2 separate regions of the Mus musculus genome follow, and region 2 is linked to region 1. The links are chromatin contacts, called in public Micro-C maps. All regions are on one chromosome and are shown on one strand. Each heading gives the region's core, a stretch centred on a gene start, on an enhancer-like site or on the middle of the called end of the contact. The rest is flanking DNA. Distances are from core to core; before and after follow the strand shown.

What was found. Hi-C and Micro-C count contacts between places; a contact is called where the count stands out from the background.
Region 2: a contact with region 1 is called in a Micro-C map of embryonic fibroblasts, with 3 times the contacts expected there. The contact joins two enhancer-like sites. A contact is called at or near these places in 1 of 484 Hi-C or Micro-C datasets (embryonic fibroblasts), 1 of 115 datasets of contacts at active chromatin or transcription factors (bone marrow-derived macrophages) and 1 of 9 other capture datasets (embryonic stem cells).

Annotation. Positions count from the first base shown.
Region 1 is chr7:67,909,242-67,915,996 of GRCm38.p6, reverse strand. No RefSeq gene overlaps it. Among named protein-coding and RNA genes, the nearest start is that of Igf1r, 40 kb to the left of the region's middle. Within about 2 kb of position 4,011, at least 71 of the 459 cell types and tissues checked have an H3K27ac peak or open chromatin away from gene starts, as enhancers often do. A contact at or near this core is called in embryonic fibroblasts, where this site is marked.
Region 2 is chr7:68,298,122-68,305,270 of GRCm38.p6, reverse strand. Fam169b (family with sequence similarity 169, member B) reads right to left here. Exons shown (of 9, transcript NM_001374636.1): 2 at 4,308-4,438; 3 at 620-719. Among named protein-coding and RNA genes, the nearest start is that of Gm16157, 25 kb to the right of the region's middle. Within about 2 kb of position 2,485, at least 61 of the 459 cell types and tissues checked have an H3K27ac peak or open chromatin away from gene starts, as enhancers often do. A contact at or near this core is called in embryonic fibroblasts, where this site is marked.

The DNA of each region.
Region 1 (6,755 bases), core at 2,762-5,261:
TGGCATTTTCTTTTGTTTCTAGCTCTGTTTCAGGAGCCCAATGACATATTTTCTTAAATTATTTATCCAAGGTATAGTGGTGTGTGCTGGTAGTCTCAGCCACTGGCCAGACTAAGGCAGGGGAATTGCTTGAGCCTGAGAGTTTGTTAAGAGCCACTGTGACCAATATAATGATAGCAGGCATACACTTGCTGTTAGACTTGACGATGACGTAACACCAGCAAGTGCGTGGGAAACATGGGTGAGAACCTCTTTCAGCTTCAGAGCTATACTGGGTTGTCCCAGCACACAGTAAGTCAATTAGCTATGACGTGGTTCTGTTGACCAGGATCTCTGCACCCAGCTGCTTTTATGTGTAAACTCTCCACCTCCGAAGCATATAGTCACAGCAGCATCCCTTGGAACCTGCAGCTGTTGTCTTCATTTCCTTGAACAGTGTTTCACCAAGTCTGAATTCCACAGGTCTTTCTGATGCCTGCTCCTTGACCAATGCTGTGTTTTTGGAGTTGGCTGGCACATTCTTTTCCTAGGCTCATCTCTGAGGCTGGTTCTTTACTTTTGGTGCACAGGTTTACTTGTTATCTTTCTCTCACTTAGTAGGATATCTACTTCCTGCCTCCTTTCATCTGCAACCTTGCCTCTCCCACCCCCAGGTCCACAGTCAAACCCAAACTTCTCCAGAAGCTCCATGCCCACCGCTGCACAGGGAAGCCTGGGCTTTGCTCTGTGGTTTTTATCTCTGCTGTTTCAGGCTGAGCTCTTTCCCACCCAGACTGAAGGTGCCACAAGTATGAAACTCACCATCTCTGTTCATTTGCTACCTGTTTTGCAGACCCCAGGCCACCTGGACACAGACACATACTAAATTGTAATCTTCTGAAAGACCGTCACAATACTGCATGCTGGCTAGTCCTTGTCAACTTTACACAAACTGAGTCACCTGGGAAGAAGCAACCTCAGAGGAGGAATTGCCTCCATTGGATAGCCTTTTGGGAATGTTTCTGGGGTATTTTCATATTAATGATTGATGCAGTAGGGCCCTTCTCACTGTGGACAGTGCCATCCCTGGATAGGTAGTCCTGGGTTATATAACAAAGAAGGCTGAAGAGATGGCTTAGTGGTTAAGAATGTCCTGAGTTCAAATCCCAGCAACCACATGGTGGCTCACAACCATCCGTAATGAGATCTGATGCCCTCTTCTGGGTGTGTCTGAAGACAGCTACAGTATACTTACATATAATAGAAAAATAAATAAATAGAAAGAAAGAGAGGAAGAAAGAAAGAAAGAGAGAAAGAGAGAGAGAGAGAGAGAGAGAGAGAGAGAGAGAGAGAGAGAGAGGAAGGAAGGAAGGAAGGAAGGAAGGAAGGAAGGAAGGAAGGAAGGAAGGAAGGAAGGAAGGAAGGAAGGAAGGTTGATGACCAATGGGTGTCATTTTTTCTGGGAAGATGATTTCCCCTGCTTTCAGAAGTTCTTGACTGCCTGTAGGGTTTTGTTGTTGTTGTTGTTGTTGTTGTTGTTGTTGTTAAACCTGAAAACATGTACATACAAGTAACATTATATAGACTGAGCAGAATAGATTAGATAGATAGATAGATAGATAGATAGATAGATAGATAGATAGATAGATGGATGGAGCAACAGTTAGAAATAACGAGGGCATAAATTTGAAAGTGAATACATGTGAGGGTTTGGAGGGACAAAAAGGAAAGGGGAAATGGTAGAATTATGTTATAATCTCAAAAATATATATAAATAAATAAAAAGAAAAGAAATTGAACAAGTTGAGCAAGCCTTGGAGACAAAACCAGTCCACAACCCTCCTCCACAGTTTCTGCTTCAGTTCCTTCCTCCAGATTCCTGCCTGGAGGTCCTACAATGACGTCCCTCAGGGGTGAACTGTGTCTTGGAAAGATAAGCGAAATAAACCCTTTGCTCCCCCAGATTGCTATTGGTCACCTCATTTTATCACAGCAACAGAAAGCAAACTGGGATGAAGACCCAGCCTGACCAGAGAAGCCCCAGAGAAGAGCTGGGTGCTTCTCTGTGTGCCTAGTAGAGGTAGTGGAGCCAACAGCAGGCCAAACCCACATAGTGGGTGTCACTGTCCTCTGTGCACAGACTCTCCTAGATACACTTATGTAGCACCAGCTGTATGCATGGTCCTAGGGGGAAGGGAATAATGCAAATGAGTAAGCCCTCATGGAAGAGGTTTGGCTGTTGCCTGGGAAAGTAAGGTGGGATGTGTTTATGTGAAAGCTTTGGAAAAACACTTAGGAGGTGTTTTAATTCTCAAAAGAATTACTTTCTTTTCTTTTTTTTTTTTTCTTCTTCTTTTTTTTAAAGGCTTAACCTTCTTCAGGGGGAAAGGCCTTAAAAAGTATATCCTTTGTGCTCTCCAAGGGAAATGAATTGCATCCTTTGTAGGACGCCATTTTTTGGTACTTACATGGAGAAAAGTGGAAAGTATTGTCATATTTTTTTTCCAAATGTTAATGTCAAAACATTTTTTGAACCATTAAGGATTGAAATAGTCTAGCAGGTGTGCTAAAGTGTGTTGAGAACAAAATGATAAATTAAGGTGTTTAGCACAGAATTGTGGAAATGTTAACAAGGCATCACTCTTAAATGTTAAATGTTCACTGAAATACAGTTCACGTGCCCCTGGCTTTGCCTAATTCATCTGCTCAGGTTGGTGATGTTGGTGCTTTCTCCGGGGTTGTGTGGCCACACCATGACCTAATTTTAGAGCATCCTCTTCATCATCGAGAAAGAAAATCAGTGCCCACAGGCACGAAGTCCTCAGATACAGTCAGGACCAAGCTGCCATTTGTCCCCACAGATTTGCCTGTTTCTGACATTCCATGTAAATGGAGTCAGGACTTCTGTGTTATTTTATGGTGTCTTTCACTTGGCCTAGCATGCTCAAGGTTTGTCCTTGTGGCTTACAAAGAAACTTGTTTATGGGACAAGTGGCTCCATAGTTAAGAACACTTACTGTTCTTACAGAGGACCTGAGTTCAGTTCTCAGCATCTGCTGGCTGGCAGCTCATACCCTCCTGCGAGACTTCAGCCCAAGGGGTCATGAGGCCCTTTTTTGGTCCCCATGCACACCTGCACACCCGTGCTCTTTGTCCACATAGACACATATATACACAAAAACAAAAATAAATTAATTTTAGGGGGAGAAGAGTCAGGTTTCTGTTTTGTTGTTAAGGCTGTGGTTCCTAGTAGGTTGACCATGCTCTTGTGCATGGTCCTCCAAAACAGGCGGTGTACACTAGAGTCTATGTTTTGGGGGAGTTTCTTTGTTTTGTTTTGGCTTTTTATTATTTTAGACAAGAAGTTGGGGGAGATTCTTGAGGTGGGATGGTCTGGGAGGAGTTGGGAGGGGGGGGATATGTCACCAAAATATATTGTCTGAAATACTCAAAGAAGTCATTAAGATATTTTTTTAAAAATTAAATACTAACTTATTCCTGTGTATAGCTGAATTCTATCCTATCCTATCCTATCCTATCCTATCCTATCCTATCCTATCCTATCCTATCCTATTCTATCCTGTTCTAGCATATGGATAGATTATGTTCCACTCAAGAGTTAGTGAACACTTGGGTTTTTTCTACTTAAAAAACAAAGCCAGACAAGATGCTTGATTTATTTACTGTGAGTATGTGAAGTCACCAGTGCTACAGGTCACATGTAGAGATCAATGGACAGCTTGATGCAGGCCCTGGGGAACAAACTTAGGTTGTCAGGGTCGGAGGTGGGACCATTACCTGGTGCTCTGTCTCACCATCCTGTTCTGAACGAGACCAGGGACAGGGAGGGAGGCATGGAGCTTTGCTGGGTGCAAGCCTAGGACTGGCTTTGTCAGGTGGTAATTCTATACCTCACCTATCGAGAGGAAATAAAAACATCCCCCAAAGCGGCAGCACAAGGGCTGTATGTCACCATCAAGGAGGAGGCGTCTGACCTCCCCACATCCTGTCCACTGCAGGCTGTTGCCTGGCATTTTATTGCAGTCATCTCTGAGGCTGTGAGGCAAACCTCTTTGTGGTTTTGATCTGCATTTTCCTGAGAGCTGATGAAGGGGACATCTTTTCATGTGCCTCATCTTTGAATAAATATCTAAGTCCTTTGTCCATTTTCGGTTGGGTTGTTTTCTTATTGAGTTATAAGAGTTCTTTATGGATCGCACATATTAGCACCTCATCAAATGTGCGGCATTCCTTTCCTTTTTCTTTTTCTTCTTTTTTTTTTCCTTTTCTTTTTCTTTTTTTCCATTTCGTTATCTTTCACTTCCTTGAGAACATGGTATTTTACTGGAGAGGTTCGATTCAAACTGCAGAGTCATTTCTGCAGCTCCCCGGCTATTTCGGATTTACGACACGGCTTTCCGTGTTCTAATGAGAAGGGTTATGAAGGGTCAAGTTTTTGTAGGGACACAAAATTGTTTATGAGAAGACTAGTTTGTATGTTCCCTCCGAGTTTTCATTGAGGTTTCCCTTGGCCCCTTTGTTGTTTCCCATTTTGAAAGCGTGGCCAAGTTCCTTTTCTGGTTGTTTGCAGGGAAATGTCTTTGTTGTCAGACGTTAAATTAAACCTTCTAAGTTCTATGGGAACACAGTGTGGCAGCTTCAGATTCCCAAGGCTTGGGTCCCTAGTGGAAATCAGGAGTGGACTTCTGGGGTGGGGGTGGGGGTGGGGGGAATGAGAGTAAAAAAAGAAAACTGCCAACAAGAAAGCAGACCAGAGACCAAGAGACCAGGGGCCTCCTAGCAGGGGAACCCGAAAGAGCACATTCTTAGGAGAGTGACCACCCACAGGAGCCAGCAGCCTTGAGATTGGAATCCTGGACAGAGGGGTGGGGTGTGTGTGTGTGTGTGTGTGTGTTTGTGTACACGAATGAGCAAACAGAGAAGGGGCGGGGATAGGAACTCTTTTAAGATCTCTTCAGGGAGCCTGAGCCTGGGTTTTGTAAATATCTGTAAGCCCAATTCTTTCCACCCTAAGAAATATAGGGACTTGCTTGTTCTCAAAATTGTATTTACCGTTTTTTTTTTTAAAGGAGGTCTCAGTTCTGCCCTCATACTTGAAGCGTCTGCTTGTGTGTACATAACGGTTTCCACTCGAGACACTCAGTTACTCGAACAAGTCCCTGATTCCCCCCCCCCCAACCCAGCCAGGCCCCCTGGAAATTAAATTCCATTCCAGTTTTTTTTTTTTTTGAACTTCACATTTTTGGTTCATGACATAGGGGCCCTGGAAATGTTAAATCTAAAACTTGGTGTGGATTGTCGTTCACAACTTGGGATTTGAGCTGAAAGCCCCATTCATTGGGAGCAGCAAGAAGAAGGCGTGGTGATGAATTCGGCAAGCCTGTCTATTCTCAGCTATAAATAGAGGTGGTTTGTTGCGCGGCTCTCCAGCCTTTAGGCGTGAAATATTTGCCAGCATCTGTGCCATCATGTCCCTGCTTCCGATTTGAGCTGCTGTCTTTGTTTTCTGTTGTATCTGCAGTTGTTCGTTGATAAATATCTTCCATGTCAATGACGTAGAATCCGTATTGCCATTTGTAATTAGAGCTCACATTAAGCTAAGTTTGTCAACGTGGTTTACATAGAAATGTATGTAAATACATAGACTTTTAGTATATATACATAGCTCTGGGAGACAGGTGTTTCATCTGCCTTTGAAGTAGCTAAGAAATTTGCCCAAAGTCACGTGTTCTGTGTTCAGATTGGAGCCTAGAAGGTCCTGATGTGGAGTGTGGGAGTTTTGAGTTTTAAGTTAAATGCTGGTGATTTGGGAGAAAGCAGATAATTGGTCCTTAACAGCCATAGCCAAAGTAGTTTTCCTCAGGAATGGGTCAGGGTTGGCAGAGGAGCAACTGCAGCCACACAGGCTGGGGTGTGAGGCCTGATGGCCAGGGCTGCAATCCATGTTTTAGGACACGCCTTCAGTATGACTGTCCTCATCTGGAAACTGGGCACGGTGGTCATGATGAAGAAAAATATTCCCTCCATCTAAATGGGTGTTGTCAGGATCCCACAGGACTTATGACAAACAGTAAGCCCTTGATAGTAGCCACTCTGACTAAGATTGACATACAAGCTCAAAGCTGGACTTCCAAGAATGGCATGCCTAGAAGTAGAAGTCAGAAAATTCATTTGAAAGCAACAAGATTCCCCACTCCTTTTTCTCTTAAAAACTGTATTATTGTTTAGGGATGGGGCACATCCTGGTGTGTGTGTGTGTGTGTGTGTGTGTGTGTGTGTGTGTGTAGGTCAGAGCTTTGTTGAATCAGTTCTCTCCTACTGACCTTATTTGTTTTTGTTTTTATTTGGGGAGGTGCAAATCCAACTCAAGTCATTAGGCTTGTGCAGTGATCACCTTTACCAGCTAAGCCACCTTCCCAACCTCCTCTTTTGCTTTTTAATGCAACAGTGGGCTTTCCTAGCTGTCAGGTATGAGTTAGTTCATTTAGTAACCATCACAAAACCTTTCTATGGTGCAAAGCACTATATTGAATAGCTCTGGATACAGTAGCAAATCAAACAGACACATATCCCCATTCCCCAGGATGCAGGGCACAACAGTGTGGTAGGGAGACACTAGCTAGTCAATCAACCCTGAGAGAGATAGATGACTCCTTCCCCATGAAGCCTACTGGTTGGCTTTTACTCTTCTAAAATGTATCCTGAAATGTGTTTTCTTCTCCTGCCTAAGAAATCACTGCCTCGTGGAATTGTAT
Region 2 (7,149 bases), core at 1,236-3,735, 390 kb before region 1:
GGAATAGCAAGAGTGAGCCCCAAAGCAGCTCTGGGTAGGGACTGTGGTCAGAGATATGCAAAATGATTCATGTCTCAAAAGAGATAAATAAGAATGGACCGCTGCATCCCTAGACATTGAAAATCCCCATATATTGTATACCACAAAATCAAGATTCCCGTTTTTAAAATCCAGGGTTCACTGGGCAGTAGTGGCATGTATCTTTAATCCCAGCACTTGGGAGGCAAAGGCAAGCAGATCTCTGTTGGTTTTGGGACCAGCCTGGTCTATATTTCAAGTTCCAGGATAGTGAGGGATACACAGAAGCGCTGTCTCAAAACAAACAAAAAAACAAAACAAAACTACAACAACAACAAAATCAGGCTCTATGTGCAGCTTGGTCATAGACACCATATCCATTAATAACTACCAGCACGGGGCTGGAGAGTTGACTCTATTAAGAGCACTAGCTGCTCTTCCAGAGGACACCAGGTTCAATTCCTAGCACCCACATAGCATCTCACAACTGTCTGTAACTCCAGTTCCAGGGACTCTGACTCCCTCACACAGGCAGACATGCAGGTAAAACACCAATGCTCATAAATGAACAAATCAATTAAAAAAAAAAAAAGCTACCAACCTGTCTTTGTGTCCTGGGGATTAACCAAACCCAGTATTTTATGTTGAGGTTCATCACGGTATATCGTGCAAAAACAAAGAGATGAAGTCTCAAGTCTGACCTAAAAAAAAAAAAAAAAAAAAAGGCAAATGAAATTACTGTTCTGCTCTCTCACGTCACTGAGGCAGGGGAATGACTTGCAATTACTCAGCCAAGTGCTCACAGAAGGAGCCCTGTTAGCAGGATGCAGGAAGAGCAGAGAAGAAAGCTTTAGCCACCCTGGATATGGTCTTGCGTTCTCTCTCTCTCTCTCTCTTTCTCTCTTTCTCTCTCTCTCTCTCTCTCTTTCTCTCTCTCTCTCTGACTCCTTCTCCATCCTGGACCTCCATAGACCTCAACCTGCAAGGCTGACAGCCTCACTCCACCTCACACAGACAACTATGGTGCCGTTCTCATCTTCTCGAGAGCCCTGGTAGCCTGGAGTAGATTGAGCCCAGGCTGTACCCCCCCCCCATAGATGTTCCTGCTGTCTGTGACCCTGGTACCAGCTCTGAAAGCAGCCTTGAAAATGTGTCCTCTGTCTGAGCCCTCCAGGCTCAGTCCTGTCCTTAAGCCCAAAGACTCAGTCCCAGGAGGTTTTGCTAGTCATCGGGAGGAAACAGATCACCTCTGAGGGCCACATCTAAGGCCCTCTTTGTAAACATCCAACCCTCTGCTCCCAGCTCCTGACACAAGAAGGCCAATACATTCCATGACCAACTTTGTTTTGAAAACTGAGACTATAGGAAAATTAGAGAAGAATGTGCAGCTGGGCCAGGCAGGCAGGTTCTTGTAAAAAGTTTACAGCGGACCACCACCGTTATAGAGAACTGTTTCCTGGCAAATCCCGGGGGGTGGGGGTGGGGGCGTGGGGGGTGGTAAGGACTGGCAACTATCTTGGGACCTCCCTCTTTTTTTCGGAGTGACCTATCCCAGGTTTTTTAAAGCAGGCAAAAATCTCAGCATTTGAAATGATGGGGAAGGAAGATTGCAAGTTCTTGAGCCAGTCTGGGCTACACAGCAAAACCCTGGCTCAAAAAATAAATAAATAAATAAATAAATAAACAAATAAATAAATAAATAAAAATGCACGTGGAAAGGAAAAATGTAAAAATAAAGAAACACATTAACATGTTTTTAGCAGTTAACCCCACATGGCTTTGCTCCCTCCGTCTTTCGTTGTAGCCCTTAAACACCATACAAATGAACATGTGCGTTTTTTAAACCAGAAAAAAAAAAATCAGCAAGTATTTTAAATGCAACGTCAAGACAAGAAAAAAATTAATTGTGAAACAAAGAAAGTCAAGACATGTTGCCTCCTCAAACCACTTCCTCGTCGTTCCTTTCAGCCAGAGAATCTTTGGATAGCAAAAGTCCCTGCCGTGTCGGCTGCGAGGAGGCTCACTCCTGGTGAGCAGGATTCAGTGTGCCAAATAGCACCCTGCTCCCTGCCCCTGTCCCTGCCCCTGTGTCCCTACTCACTGCTAAATAGTAGAGATCCAAATAATGGGTTTCACCTAGCTCCCTTCTCTTTAGGAAAGGAGGAAGGAAGAAGTCATGTTGGCATGTCATCTCACCTTCAAACATCTTCATGTCAGCAACTTTCTGTTTCTGTTAGTAACCTTAGCCTTATCCCTTCGATGAGCATGCTGCACGTTGGGGTTTATTTTCCTAAGTTATTCATAAGTATGAGTGTTGTAACAGCAGATTGTGGAAGCTGTGTCCAAAAACAAACAAACAAACGAAAAAACCTGGGGACACAGCTCTTCTTGCATCTCTCAAGCTCCCCCTGGCCACCAGCACCCAGCGATCAGTGTCCGATGGAGCCCTGTGTCTTTCTCCTACATCACCACTAGGGGGCGCTAAGAGCACACAAGGTCAGCAAGCGCCCACTGGGGCTCAACAGCTTGAGGTCCCCCACTGGAGGGGTATTCTTCTAAGAGGGACTTGCCTGTTAGCTCCGGACCTCCAAAATCTCAAGGAAGCCATGGTTTATAACTGCATATGCCGCTGTTTTCGTTAACTCTGGTACAAAAAGACGTCCCTCTACTAGCTCTGCCTGCCAGCCAGATCACAACCATTTCTGGCAGGAGTGAAATGATCCACACTTAAAACAAATGTGGATACTGCCTACTGTGAGGAAAACAGTCTTAGACAGTCGGGGTTGGAAGAGGGCACAGCCAGGGAAGTGCAAACTTGGTAAGCAGGAGGGCCTGAGTTTACTCCCACCATAGCATACACAAAAAGACAGGTAACGAAAAACCAAACAAAAAACAAAAAACAAACCACAGCTGGGCAGTGGTGGCGCACGCCTTTAATCCTAGCACTTGGGAGGCAGAGGCAGGTGGATTTCTGAGTTCGAGGCCACCCTGGTCTAAAAAGTGAGTTCCAGGACAGCCAGGGCTATACAGAGAAACCTTGTCTCAAAAAACAAAAACAAACAAACAAAAAAGGACAGATAAGATGCGCTGGGGAAATAGTGAGAGACCTTGTCTCAAAACACAAATCGGATTGTATATTGTATATAAATGCACTCTGAGGTTGTCCTCGAGATTCATGCATGTGTACATACGCAGGCACACACATAACACATATTTTTAAATCTTGCCACAATCCCAACGAATAAAATTTCTAGTTTTCTGTGTGTCCTCTTGCAGAACCTATTCACAATGCACAGAACCTCAGCAACACAAAAATATTGTAAGTGACACAGCTTCACTCCACGTCAAATGTCAGAACTGAATCAAACCTTGGAGGGCAGACATGAGCTACTCCCTCCCTTTAAAATGAAGAAACTGAGATTCAGCTGAGCATACACAAGCTCATTTAATCCTCATGCCAGCCCCACAAGGAAAGTGGTGCAATGCCCTGAATTCAGTGAGAACATCAAGATAAGAGAGGAGAAAACCCTTGAGAACCGAGCTCGTCCGTGATAGAAATGGGATTCCCACAGGTTATCTGGCCCACAGCTCACCAACTGGACCCACCAACAATATAAATAAAGACACGGAAACTCTTACACATTTTAAAGCTTAAGCCTTTAACTTGGGCTCAGTCCCAGCTATGCTAACCTGACTAATTCTGGCTTACATCCCACCCCACGGCCAGTCCTGCTAGATCCACACTCAGAACTTCAGATTTCTAGTGAAGGGTTTCCTTGAATGGCCCATCACCAGTCTGATAATTAATAAATATTCATCCTTCTGTACCTGCTGATTGGCTTTAACAAAGATCTGCCAGCCAATAGTAAAGCAGGAAGCGGAGGGCGGAACTTCCGGGCAGAGAAAGGGCTCTGGGAGAGGAAATCAGAAGCGAGAGATTCAGCCAGATGTGGTGGTGGATGGAGAATTCAGAGAACAAGAGATGTAGACCTGGCTATGCGGTAGGACGTAGGCCAGAATTAGTCAGGTTAGAATAGCTGGGAAAGAGCCCAAGTTAAAAGCCTAAGCTTTAAAATATATAAAGAATTTCTGGGTCTTTATTTATAGAGCTGGGGGGCGGGGGAGTTCGGGTAAGTACCTTTATACGAATTCTTTCGTATTCCCTCCAGAAGTTTCGTTTAATCAGTGTGTTGGTCTTTGTTCTTCTAAATCTGAGATGTTGTTTCTATGACATCTCTCTTTCTAAGTTAGATTGGGCAGAGCCCTCCTCTAAGAAAAGTTAAACATACCTGCTCCCCAGTGGAAAGGGAGATAACCTCTGCTGAGGTCTGGGCTCCTTCCCTGAGCATCTCATAGTAAGCCTCGGCTGCTGCCTGATAGCCCTCCGCGTCATCCTCCAGGATGTCCACAGGGTAAGCCTCTGTAGGAGAAAAAAAAAACGGGATAAAATTAATTTTACACTGTCACTAAAAGGAACGTTAATTATTTCAATTTTTGGTTTGGTTTTTTTTTTTTTTTTTTAAGACAGGTTTTCTCTACGTAGTCCTGGCTGGCCTGTAGCTCAGACTATAGACCAGGCTAGCCTCAAACTCACAGAGATCTATCTGCCTGCCTCTGCCTCCAGAGCACTGGGATTAAAGGCTTGCACCTGGCTATTTCAAGGGTGTTTGTTTGTTTATTTGGTTGGTTTGGTTTTTTTGGTTTTCTTGTTTTTCGAGACAAGGTTTCTCTGTGTAGCCCTGGCTGTCCTGGAACTCACTTTGTAGACCAGGCTGGCGTCGAACTCAGAAATCCGCCTGCCTCTGCCTCCTGAGAGCTGGGATTAAAGGCGTGCACCACCACGCCCAGCTTATTTCAAGTTTTTAAAGGAATAGTTTGGTTTAATAATTATGGTCAGGACTGGAGAGATGGCTCAGTAAAGGGCTCCCCATGCAAACAGGAAGACCTGAGTTCCATCCCCAAACCCCACCAAAAAAAAAAAAAAAAAGCTTGTCATCCAGGCCTCTGGGGAGGCAGATATAGGCCAGCTTTCGCTAGTCAAATAGTTCCAGGCCCGTGAAAGGTTTTGTCTTCAAAAAACAAGGTAGATAGTGAATGACGCCTGAGGTTGAACCCTGGCTTCCACATGCATGTACACACATCGGCACATATATGAACACATACCTACATGGATCTGCACACAAACACATAGATGCAAAAAAAAAATCAGAAAATTATGTTCACCCATCCCTCTGACTGTTTTTAAACCCCCCACAGTCACACACGCAAAACACTCGAAGTGATTTCCCATCCTCACTGTGGTCCTCTCAGGGGCAGTGAACACAAGCAGGTTCCTGGAAGGCAAAGAACGGCTGGCTGCAACTTAGATGCTTCTGTCACTTGTGACTTAAGGTACCCATTTCCTAGTTTATGGTCATTATACAAGTCCCTAGGGTTGCCCCCTTTGTCCCCACCGCCAGGCACTGAGGGTGCAGTGGCTTGTGAGTATAGGATGACATCCTTTCACCCCCTTACAAAGAAACTAATCTAAGGTGTTTTGCAATGGTCCTTGTATCTCTTTTCCCATCCCATCTCTGAAAGAAACAGATCCCCTGAATCATCATACAAATTGGCAGCGTCCAGTTCTTGGAAGCAGCAATCAGTTGCCCCTTCTGCAGTGAGCAAAAAAAGATGTTGCCTGCCTCTGGCTGACATCCACACACACAGGGACTCAGGGCTCTTTCTGTGGACCACACCCCATCTCTATCTGTGATTCACCTCCTGGTCTCCTATGAGGGGAGCCGTCTTCCTCCTTCCCTCCCCTTAATCCTCCACCTAATCCACCTATCTTCCTCTCACAGAGATGAACCTGGACAGGCAGTCCAGCTTCCAGGCTCTGTGGCTTCTCAGGTTCCCATTCTCTCTGGAGAGCCATTGTTTCCGGAAGCCACTCTGAGGATCCAAAATGCTGTTGATAGCAAAACGCTCAAGCCTTCAGTTCACTCCATTTCCTAGGAGGATTTTTTACCTCTGCCAATCAGCTCCTGACGGGGGAACTCAAAGGCATACAAGCTGCCAAGGTTAGTGGATAGGGGCATGGTTGCATCTGCCCAAACTCTCAGGCCCACTTTCCTGGGTGCAATGTTGCGGGTGCACGGGTTGTCCAGGGCTGAGTAGAGGCAGACAGCTTCTCTGTCGGGAGGCTCTGCATCCATGGATTTAACCAACCATGGACTGAAATACTGGGGCGTGTGGGTGGGAGACTGCACGGGACCTGTGCAGATGCCCTTATCATGACTCCCTAAGGAGTAAAATGTAGCCACTGCTTCGGTGACTTTTACTTGTATGAGGAACTCCAAGTCACCGCCAGACTGGAGTATCCAGGAATACATACATAGGCTGCACACAAATGAGCCATCTGGCAAGGGACCTGAGCATGCGCAGATTCGGGTGTCTAAAGGCTGTCTTTGAACCAGTCACCAGTTAGATACTGAAGAAAAACTGGACATTCTTCCACTACTCGATTTTTTTATGAAGCATGAGTATAAACACACACGTATACTCACACAATGTCCTTAGAAGTGCACTGTCAAAAGATTTAAAAATAAAGACATCAAGGGTTGGTGGTTTATTTGATAGCAGTGGCTAAGTGAAACCAAAAGGGGTATGTCTTTATAGAGCCAAGATCTTCGGTTGGTGAAGAAGTCACACATGCCTCAAGGAAGTCCAGCACGATCAGCAATTCCTTTAGCAACGGTGCAGGCCTGCAGACGCCATGCCCAGGCAGACCTGCCCCACTTCCTTCTTTAGATTGTCCTGACTCTGTGCAGGAGTCAGATGGACCCCAAGGACATCAAATGACTCAGAGACTGCTTCGAGTCTGTCACAGAGACAAGCTCAGCCTACACCTGTCCTCGGGTCCTCACTCAGATCAAGGTCTCACCCTCCCATCCATCTAATCTCCATCCATACATAATTAACAACAACAACTTTCTCTGGGTTCCAGTTGCCAAGAGACAGCTAAGTGACCAGCCTTCTCTCACTGTATCCTGGTTGCCCCCAATTTACAGGGAAGGAAGCAAGGTGTCATTAAAGAGAATAAGGAAACATGGACCTAGCTAGGCCTGTCTGCTTCCAAGCTCTGGATAAAGT